2 separate regions of the Anas platyrhynchos genome follow, and region 1 is linked to region 2. Evidence: chromatin contacts called from public Hi-C data. All regions are on one chromosome and are shown on one strand. Each heading gives the region's core, a stretch centred on a gene start, on an enhancer-like site or on the middle of the called end of the contact. The rest is flanking DNA. Distances are from core to core; before and after follow the strand shown.

Region 1 (4,921 bases), core at 1,792-4,291, 88 kb before region 2:
AGATGTGGAAACAACGGTCATGTTATGCGCAGTGCCATATGCAGTTTAAATTCTTTGTGGCTGAACAAGTTACATATAAAAAAATTGTGTGTTTGTGCATAGAGGAGCAGCTGTCAAGGGGGAAATCCCCTTAGCCCACTTTAATCCTTCGTTCCACAATCCTCAGGGATTAAATAAATGCACTAACATTATTTACTGTAATGCTTGCTCCATGGGGGGCTTCAGTCCCTGAAATCCACTCCAGCATTTGCAAGTTTCAGTTGTGAAATATGCTGCGAGCGTTCTATATTTGGTAGCTTGCAAGTACTCTTTAAGTTGGGCCCAGAGTGATGAAAGGCCAGGAGTCAGGAATTCGGCTCAAGCAGAGGCTAACAGGAAGCGGGCTGGGAGTGGGAGTTCGTTTCTCACTGCACACATCTTGCAGTGGCACCGGGGCACTGCAGTGACTGCTGAGAGGGGACAGTGTTCACAGGACTATACAAGACACTTCCTGAAGATTAAAGATGCTGCCATGGTATTAATCCTCCTGTCATCTACACACTGGGAGTATGAAATGAGGTTTTAAGCCCAGCTCTGCCAGTAAAGCCTCACTTGCCTTCTGCTTTCCTATGATGAAATGTGTTTGAACCTGGGTACAATCCCTGTGAAATTAGCCACGAGGAGTCCATCAATTCAGACACACAGTCCTCACATCCCCTATAATGCTGTGACAGTGTAAATTGCACAACACCATCAAACTCTTATGACCATTTGTGGCTCAACTGATGGCCATGGCACCAAACAATAACGTACAAAAGTTGCAGACTGGGGCTCCCAAGAGCCCTCTAACATACTTGCAGCGCTAGCTGATTGCTCAATCTCTTTCTTGGGCTTCCCATGTAAGCTTATTATAGCCTCTTCAAAGACAGTAAACATTAAATTCTATATTAGGCTGTCCTTGTCTTGAATTCATATACAGTCTGAATTCTTTCACCCAGATGATTGTACCAGCTCAGCACTACTGTTTGAATTACTGCTGCCACAAACGGGATGGCAGGCCACAGCCACGGCAGGCATCACCCTAAAGAAGCTGCTGCTCTTAGTACAGGGGCAGGTTTTGCCTCAGTTCTTTCAGGCAGTAGAAAATAATACAAACTTCAAAGGCAAAGGCATTTGTTGTTGATGGTTTTTGCACTACTGACATGATGTCTCAGGCAGGACTCTGCATCTTGGCTTGTCACCATGAACTCCAGGTCCACAGAGCTGTATTTTGCTGAATGCAAAGGAACTAATTCCAGGATGAGAACTGATAGTTCAGAAACTATATGAATCCAATCTCTGACTGTGCTCCCATGGCAGTGCATTTGCAAACAGATCACTTCATCTGCTCCAGTGTAATTTTTTCCAATTTACACCAAGATCACAGTAAGAGCTACACTCGTGGGACTGGCCTTCACCCTGCTACATCTTGCTTACCTGCAGTAACCTCTCAGTGGTGTCAGTGGGTACTCACACAGACAAAGAGAACCCAGTGCACAAACGTTACAGGACTGGGCTCCGAGCCTCTATTTCTTTCAGGCAATTTACAGTAAGGAACATGAACCTGAGAGATAAAGAGGGAGAGGAGTATGGCTTCTGTGACCTGCAGGCCCCTTGGTGCTGAGGTTAAACAGACAGCGGAGGAGATGAGAATATAAATCTCCCATCCGTTCCTCTTTCTCCTCCCTCCCTGCTCCTCTTTCCCCTGCATAATTGAAGTTCATGTGAGACACGCTACCCGGACTGTCAGCTAGCATATTCCGGCCATCACTGCCATTCAGCACCACTTTTTCAATTTAAATTCTGTTTTCACAGGTTCCCTTGCAAAACCAAGGCACCCAATGCTGTGGTGATGCCCACCTCGCTCCCCACTCCCCGGTGCAGCAGTAAGGAATCCGGCTCCCTCTCCTGGGTGCTGCAGAGCTCATTCACCAAACAAGGCTGCTGCCACCCTCGCGTTGTACCTCGCTCTCAGGGGGTCAGCACAGCATGCTGCTGCTGCTCCCTCATTCATCCTGGCCTGGGAGGCACAACTGCACCTTGCTGTTACTATCTAATTATAGAAGACAATATTATCCTCAGGACCAGACCTCTATAAAGTTTGCTACTTGGGTACTGAAGCAGAAATATAAGCGGGATCCCCATGAAGGAACTTCACAACTGCTCCCCTCCTCAGGTTTCCAGGGGAGGGGATGCTGTGACTCAGCCCTTTGGACACAGAGCAAGAAGACTCAGTTTGCCTTTCCCAAAGTTGCCTTCTCAGTTGCCACAAAAGGAGTTTTCAAGGAAAAAAAAAAAAATCATTGAAAAATTTATTTCCTATCTAGCTATTTTTAAAAAAAAAAATCTTGAATACTGCAGCATGCAGTGGATTACTATTCGCAAACACGTACCTGCTTCTCCAGCAGAACAAATCAAGTCATTTCTGTTTCTGCTTGAGCCTTCGGCATGCAGACAAAAACATTTTTTATTCATCAGTGGTAAAAGGCTACAGCCATTTGACTTTAAACACAGACATGCTTCTGGGCTCTCTTCCAGGAAGTCTGTGTCACCCAGGCTTTAGATCGATATGTTTGTCTGCAAAGTCACCCTTTTGATCTGTAATTTTTCATTTTGACACAAGAAATGCCTTTTGGTCAAACTTCAGCAGTCCATTAAATTCCAGGCATAATGGAAATGGGAATCACATTGCTGTAGCCATGTGAAGATTTCCACAGTTTGGGGTTTATTTACTCAGGGGTTAATTTACTCAACCATATATTTGAGATCCAGACAACACTGCGAAAGCTGTTCTCCAGCTCACTGAAGACCACTGCCTTCATCCCAACTGTTAGTTGGTGGTCTCACCAGCCGGTCATAGCTTTGCTTTGTACATTTAGTTGCCTAACCTGCAGGAAACACCACCACAGCTCCACGTTGCACACACCGAGCATCCTCCTGGCTTGGCCCTTCCCTGCATCCTGCGCAGAGGCAGTGCCCGACCTACAGCAGCCCTCCGACAGCCCTCGGAGCGAGCAGGCGCTGGCTCCCGCATGCAGCCCAGCCGGCTCCGGCAGCCTGCTCACCCCTGGCACACCACGCTCTGTTTGCACAGCCCGGCACACGTGTTTTCTCTCCAAGTTCAAGGTTTTAGGGCTTAGGTGACTTTTATATTTTTTAAAACAACAACTCTGCTTTATTTTTTTAAAGAAGCTGATGTCAGCAGACCCACGAGGGGATACCCAAAAAGCAGGACTGCTGGGAAGGCAGCCCAATGCTTCATGAATGCACAAGCGGATCGGAACAGTCTTTGGGACAGTCCCGTCTGCCCTGGCTACACCCAGCAAGGTCTACACAAGGCTTTTGAATGATCTCACTACTATTTCTGAATCAGACACACAGCTCCTCCTGTGTTGCTAACACACTGCTTTTTAGTTGCTGAAGTTTGACCCTGGGGAGGACGCGACAGACACTTAGGAGAGTTGCAAAGCTCTGAAAACGTTATAATCGGAACAAAGAGCATTATGCTTTTAGTTCCCATTCACGTCTTACTTTCCACAAGCAGGCATGTTCTGTCAGCCTCTCAAAAATGCACATAATACACAATTCAGAAAACACCGCTGTTATAATTGATTCATTTTTACACTTACTTTTAAGAGGAATTTAAAAGGGGTCATGAAGAGTCTGCACCCTAAATAAACCAGCTTGTCAATCCAGAAAGGTCAGGAAATTCTGTTCCTAAGTATGGCCGAGATTTTCAGCAGCAACACAGATGTTAAGTACATTAATTGTAATGTATTTTTATTAGGTAATTAAAAGGGGCCTCATTTAATAATTCCTCATTTAATAGAGGTGTTACATTCAGAGGGAGACTGCTCAATGTTTTCTGGAACAAAATCAAAGATCTTAGCGCAACCTTAATGGGAAACCTAAAGGTTTTGAGTTGGTTTTGGTCAGGATTTGTGTCCAAAACAAACAACTTCCCCCTTCCCAGTCCACTTTCCACCCCCAAAAACCTATCTCCAGCACACCTATGATCAGAGTGTAAGCATCTTGATTAAACTTCACTGACACTTCAGGACTTTAATTATTAAGTTAACGCCAAAATCAAATTTATTTCCCAAGAAGAATGGGCTGGGGATTTGGGAGGCAAGAGAACATGTGATCCACCTCAACACAACCCTGCGGCACCATGAGCTCCTGCAGAGCATGAAGGTGCAGAGACAACACTGAGAGCAGAGCCAGAGATCCAAGAGCCCAGAAGCGCCTCTGTCAGCGAGCTGGGAGAGAGAACAGCAGGATCAGCTCTGCTTGGATGTGACGAGCAGGTCATTTTGTTTGAATTTTATTTTTAGGCAGGACTTTGCTCACACGGAAGGTCAGCTGATGCAGCCTTGTTAGCCTGAACATCAGTTGGGTCTAGCTGTTGATTTCCAGCTTTGGAAACAAACCGTACAATGTTTCTGTCCAAGGTAAGGCAGGCCAAACATAACGCACGTGCTAGGGGACAGAGACACACATGGGCCAGATTTTTACATCCTGAACTTTTCCTGTAAGAAGTCACTTGGTTATCATAAGTAACCAGCAACCTCCACTCATGCCAGAACCGGGGCTGTTAGCGATTCATCCCCAGCAGGCTCAGCACAGCATCTTGCCCTAGCGTAAACTTCATGCATGAGCCACAAAGCACAGCTCCACTCCTGCTAATAAGCCAACCGGAACTTTGAAAAGTGACAGACTTTGCTCTGAAAGCTTCACCTGTTGAAATGTGGTGTTTATAGCACCTACTATTTTCTGTACAGAAAAAAATGGTCCTGAGGACAGAAGAAAAATCCCTGTGCCCTAGGACTAGTGTGTTTGTGAAGAGTCAGTGAGCCCTGAAGACAGCAATGCGAGCAGGATGCACAAAGAGAACTAACTCTGC
Region 2 (4,353 bases), core at 1,525-4,024:
ATCTTCAGCTTCTGTGTTTGCTTTTGTTAACCAACACACTAACAGCTGGAAAAATCAATGTCCATGTTTTCCCCAGTCCTTGTCTCGTCTCAAAACCTGAGACAAATATAGAAACACTCCAATCACCAAATGCCTCATTTCCCATTAATTACCAGTGACTGCACTTGGCATGTCGAGCCGCAGAGGCAGTGCTATCAGGCCAGGTTATTTCAGAACAACCAGCCTACAGCCTTGGGCCTGAACTGCACAGAACCTCAGCACGCGTACATTTGGAAGCAGCAATTAGCCAGCAGCATTCCTCTTTTCCATCCCATCACTAACGCAATCCATTTGCTCGTGACACGACACACTGATACTCATGAGGCAGATGAGTCAGAGAAGGCAGAATAATGCAAGGAAGTGTGAAATGTAAGGATTTATCCTGGTAGCTGGCCTTCTCTCTTGCTTTTTTAAAATAACGAAATAACATCTCCAGGGTTGAAGATACCTTGTGGTTATGGAGGGGAGTCCCTTACAGAAGAAGTGAGTACCTAACAGGGAAGGTGACAGGATGGAGGATGCCCAACATTGGGGTCGATGTGTTTTCCTGTCTCCTACCCACAGATGTATGCCAGAGGCACCACCAGGTGGATGAAGCCAGTGACGTGGTGTGCTTTTTTTTTACTTTTCTGGAGAAGTCAGCAAGCAAGAATTGTGTTGCTGTCGCTTCCCAAAGAGGAGCTCACATGGGAATAACAATCCAAAGAGGTTATTTACCTTCTGAAAAGAGGCAAAATATTAAACGTTTTTGCCTTGAGACAGCATCTTTCTACATAACTTGGCATGCCTGTGGCTGTCACATTTCCCACTTGCCCATGGTCCATTTCTTTCTCCCGGCTTTAGCATTATGTTTGTCAGCCTGTGCTTGACTAAGGGCACTTTCTAGTCCTCTTACAGAGAATTCAATTTACTATTTGTACCTTTTGACATTTATAACAAAAACTTATTACTCATCAAACTACCTCATGCCAGCACCCACTGTGACAGTCTTTACATGTACGGACTGCTTGCTCTGCTAAATGCTCTCTGCATGATATGGAGCACGTACTCGTTAAAGTGAGTTATCTCCAGCAAAAAGGAAAATAAATGCCAAGTGCTACACAGCAGTGGATGTAGATTTGTGTAATGAAGGAGACGTGTTTACACAGTTCTAAAAATTCCCAGCTATATCTTCAGCTATAAGGTTAGGCCTTATTTTTCCTATTTCAGCTGTACTAACAGTGCTTCTAGCTAAAGACTTCTAAGCTGTCAGCCTTTGCTTAAGCCTGTTAGATAAGCGTACCACCTTCCCCAACCTTTTTCTTTGGTGGGCAAAAGTTACAAAGGCTTTCAAAGGTTTTCAAAGGTGCAAGAGGGATTTAACTACCAAAACCAAGGGGCATCTTAAACCTCTCTAATCTGGAGTTTAGCTGCAAGGTCTTCTGTGTCCCCTCTTTGCTGCCCAGTTCTTATCTGAGATTTTTCCTGATCACAGTTACTCATTTTCCTTGACCATTAAGGTCCATCTCTTCATGATAGCCCTTGACCATTTAAATTCAAACCTATAATTTACTCAGAAAAAAACACAGGAGAAAAAGCACCGTCTCCTCCATACCTAACCTACTTGGGGCAGCCCTAGCCACTTCTTCAGAGAGCCATCTGGCACAGGCTTTCGTGTCCTGGGCCAGAACCGCAGAAGCCAATCAAGCATTTGAGCCATTTCCAGAACATCACCAGGCACTTAATCCAATTTGTTTACCGAGCTGAAGAGCTCCATTTGGCAAACGGAGCCAAATCTTCCTTTTATTGAAATCACAGACCAAATTTCCAATGCAACTGACAGAGTCAGGACAGACTCAGGTTCACCTGAGACCACCTCCTCCTGCAGAGGTGACTTTTTGTTGGGAAGACGTTTGAGCGTGCAGCAACCAGCGTCCCCCGTGGGAGACATTTGCTGAGTGCAATTAATGTGCTGGCGTGGCAGCTTGGATCCCCTCATCCTGCTGGGAAGATTTGCATGTTATTACACCCGGCAAAAGGAGAAGAAGAAAAGAAACTGCTGAGAGGCCATTCTCCTTCAGGGTTACTCAAACACACTGCTGCCACCTTGCTGGACCTCATCCACCATCCAGCAAACCATGGAAAGATGCCAATGGCTGCAAGAAGCTTAGGATTGTGCCACCGTTTTCACCCCACTTAAGAACTAGGTTTAGTAACAAATAAATGTTTCGTTGCTCATTTTCCCTATCAAGACACAAACTGTCACCCCTAACAATGGAGGGCTGTGGTGCTGCTCTTTCCCCAGGGCCCAGCCCCTACCACCAGGACGTTGGGTTTTGGCACGCAGTTGGTAAAGAAGCCTTTCTTGTCCAGTGTTTTTTTGCAACACTGCTAACACATCTCACCTTTTGTTTCCCATATCTGGAGGATGATTTGAATTTTGCAAGTACTCCAAGAGGTTTACGCAAGGGGCATACCATAAGAAGGGAACTGAATTAACCTGCAGTGTCTCAAATACTGTTCACATGTCTTCTTATTACCTGAACATATTTTGGCTTGCAGCCTGGGAAATGCCAGTGAGCAAAATGAAAGTGTCACAGTCCAGAAAGGAAACAGGAAAAAAAACAAGGTTTACTCTGGCACATCTCAGTGTGGAAACACGAAGGCATTGGACAGCAGCTTGTATAGGGAGCTGTCTGGTCAGGCACACAGGGTGCTTTCTGCCAGTATCTGTCTTGAGGACAAACATTTTTGCCCGGGCTTGCAGAACTGCCATGATCAGTATTTCAAGCCATGCAGCAGTATGCACCCAAGGCTAGTCTGTCCATAAATAACCCACTGCAAATACATGAACGGATACTTCCTGGCTACTTTAAGGACCTCCTGCACTGAGCTGTCCCATTGTTGCTATAATTTCATTTTCCAGGAAACAATAAAACTGAAAGCCACTTCTATGGCTGTTTAGAGATATTTCATTTGAATGCCTACTTGTATCACAAGATTTTAACGTGCTCAGTGTGCTCTCGCCCTTGTTATGGCTGGGAAAATCTCCTCATTCACATTTCTGGGCAACATTTGGCAAGGAGACCCAGCTCCACTGCAGTCAGTGAGGCAGCGAATGGAGGCGAAGAGCTAACCCAAGGGTGGTTTCAAGTCCTTCTATATTTTCTACAGCTGTGCAAAAGGATGCCCTCTGTGGAGAACACTCCTGCAGGGCCGTGCATTGTATAAATCACTGTGCAGGGTGACAGAGTTTAGGAGCAACCTCATATCTGGAGGAGGAACTCAGTTACCAAACCACAGGAGAGTGGTGAGGCTGCTGAAGTTTCTTTGGCTAGAGACACACGGTGAGCCAGCACAGAGCCGGCTGCTCTTGTGTCCGTCAAAAGACTGCTCAAGACAGCGGCGTGTGTCACTTCTCATTCACCAAAGCACTGGGTCACTCTCTAATCTGATTCTGTCAAAATTACTGAAGTTAAAAACACATTTATCCAAAGTATGCCAAAAGCAGAAGTGTACACGGTGCCTTTGGCCAGAACTGCAGTGGGGAACAACCTGCAATCTGGCAATTATTTGCAGGGGCAAACTGAAGTAAAAAGACAACTGCCCGCACTCTGGTAAGAGGAAGACGCTGCAGAACAAGAAATCTAAGCATCATAACCACTAGATCATTTATCCTCTCCTTTTGTGAAAACACAAGTACTTCTGGAAAATACCAAACTAATGCTAGTAACCTCACAAAAGGCAGTGCTGGCTCTCACAGAGGCAGGACAGGCTCATCTTTAACCCTAAGCAAAGATGATGCAAGTGTTTTCCAAGTCACTGAAGGGGAGGACGTGAACCTTTAACATTTTCTGTTTGCTCAGGATGCCAGACATGACTTCCCTTACCACATATTTTTAGATATTTACCTTCAGTTTCATTTAAAAAAATGTTTTTCACACTCTAGCAGACAGTTAATTTGCAAACAGACACTCTGGCTGCAAATAAACACAACTGCAGCAAAGTGGTTTCCTGCAAATGTTCCAAGAAGGAGAATTAACCCATGCTGTGTCAGGCAATTTTCACGGGCAATTAAACAACTTTAATACTATGGGAAATCAAATCTGGCTACCTAATTGAATAAAGTTGGTTCTTGGCATTTTTCCTGAGACCAATAGCTTTTTTACTTCATCTACCCTTGGATCTTTAATGGTGTTTTAGACTTGTTTATGATCTCAGGCTATATTTAGTAAAATTTAGTTGAGTCTTAGCAAACTCCGACGTACTTTTAAGAGCAACGAAGTTCAGCTCATTAAAGAGTTTTAGCCTGACTCACAAAAGGAGAGCTCAGCT

Evidence for each region. Hi-C and Micro-C count contacts between places; a contact is called where the count stands out from the background.
Region 1: a contact with region 2 is called in a Hi-C map of F5 follicle, with 3 times the contacts expected there. The contact joins two enhancer-like sites. A contact is called at or near these places in 3 of 8 Hi-C or Micro-C datasets (F5 follicle, skeletal muscle and subcutaneous adipose tissue).

What each region holds. Positions count from the first base shown.
Region 1 is chr19:6,087,026-6,091,946 of IASCAAS_PekinDuck_T2T, reverse strand. No RefSeq gene overlaps it. Among named protein-coding and RNA genes, the nearest start is that of TRNAT-CGU, 4.1 kb to the right of the region's middle. Within about 2 kb of position 3,041, at least 2 of the 8 cell types and tissues checked have an H3K27ac peak or open chromatin away from gene starts, as enhancers often do. A contact at or near this core is called in F5 follicle, where this site is marked.
Region 2 is chr19:5,998,907-6,003,259 of IASCAAS_PekinDuck_T2T, reverse strand. The region is part of intron 2 of RAB11FIP4 (RAB11 family interacting protein 4); the gene reads right to left. Among named protein-coding and RNA genes, the nearest start is that of RAB11FIP4, 46 kb to the right of the region's middle. Within about 2 kb of position 2,774, at least 2 of the 8 cell types and tissues checked have an H3K27ac peak or open chromatin away from gene starts, as enhancers often do. A contact at or near this core is called in F5 follicle, where this site is marked.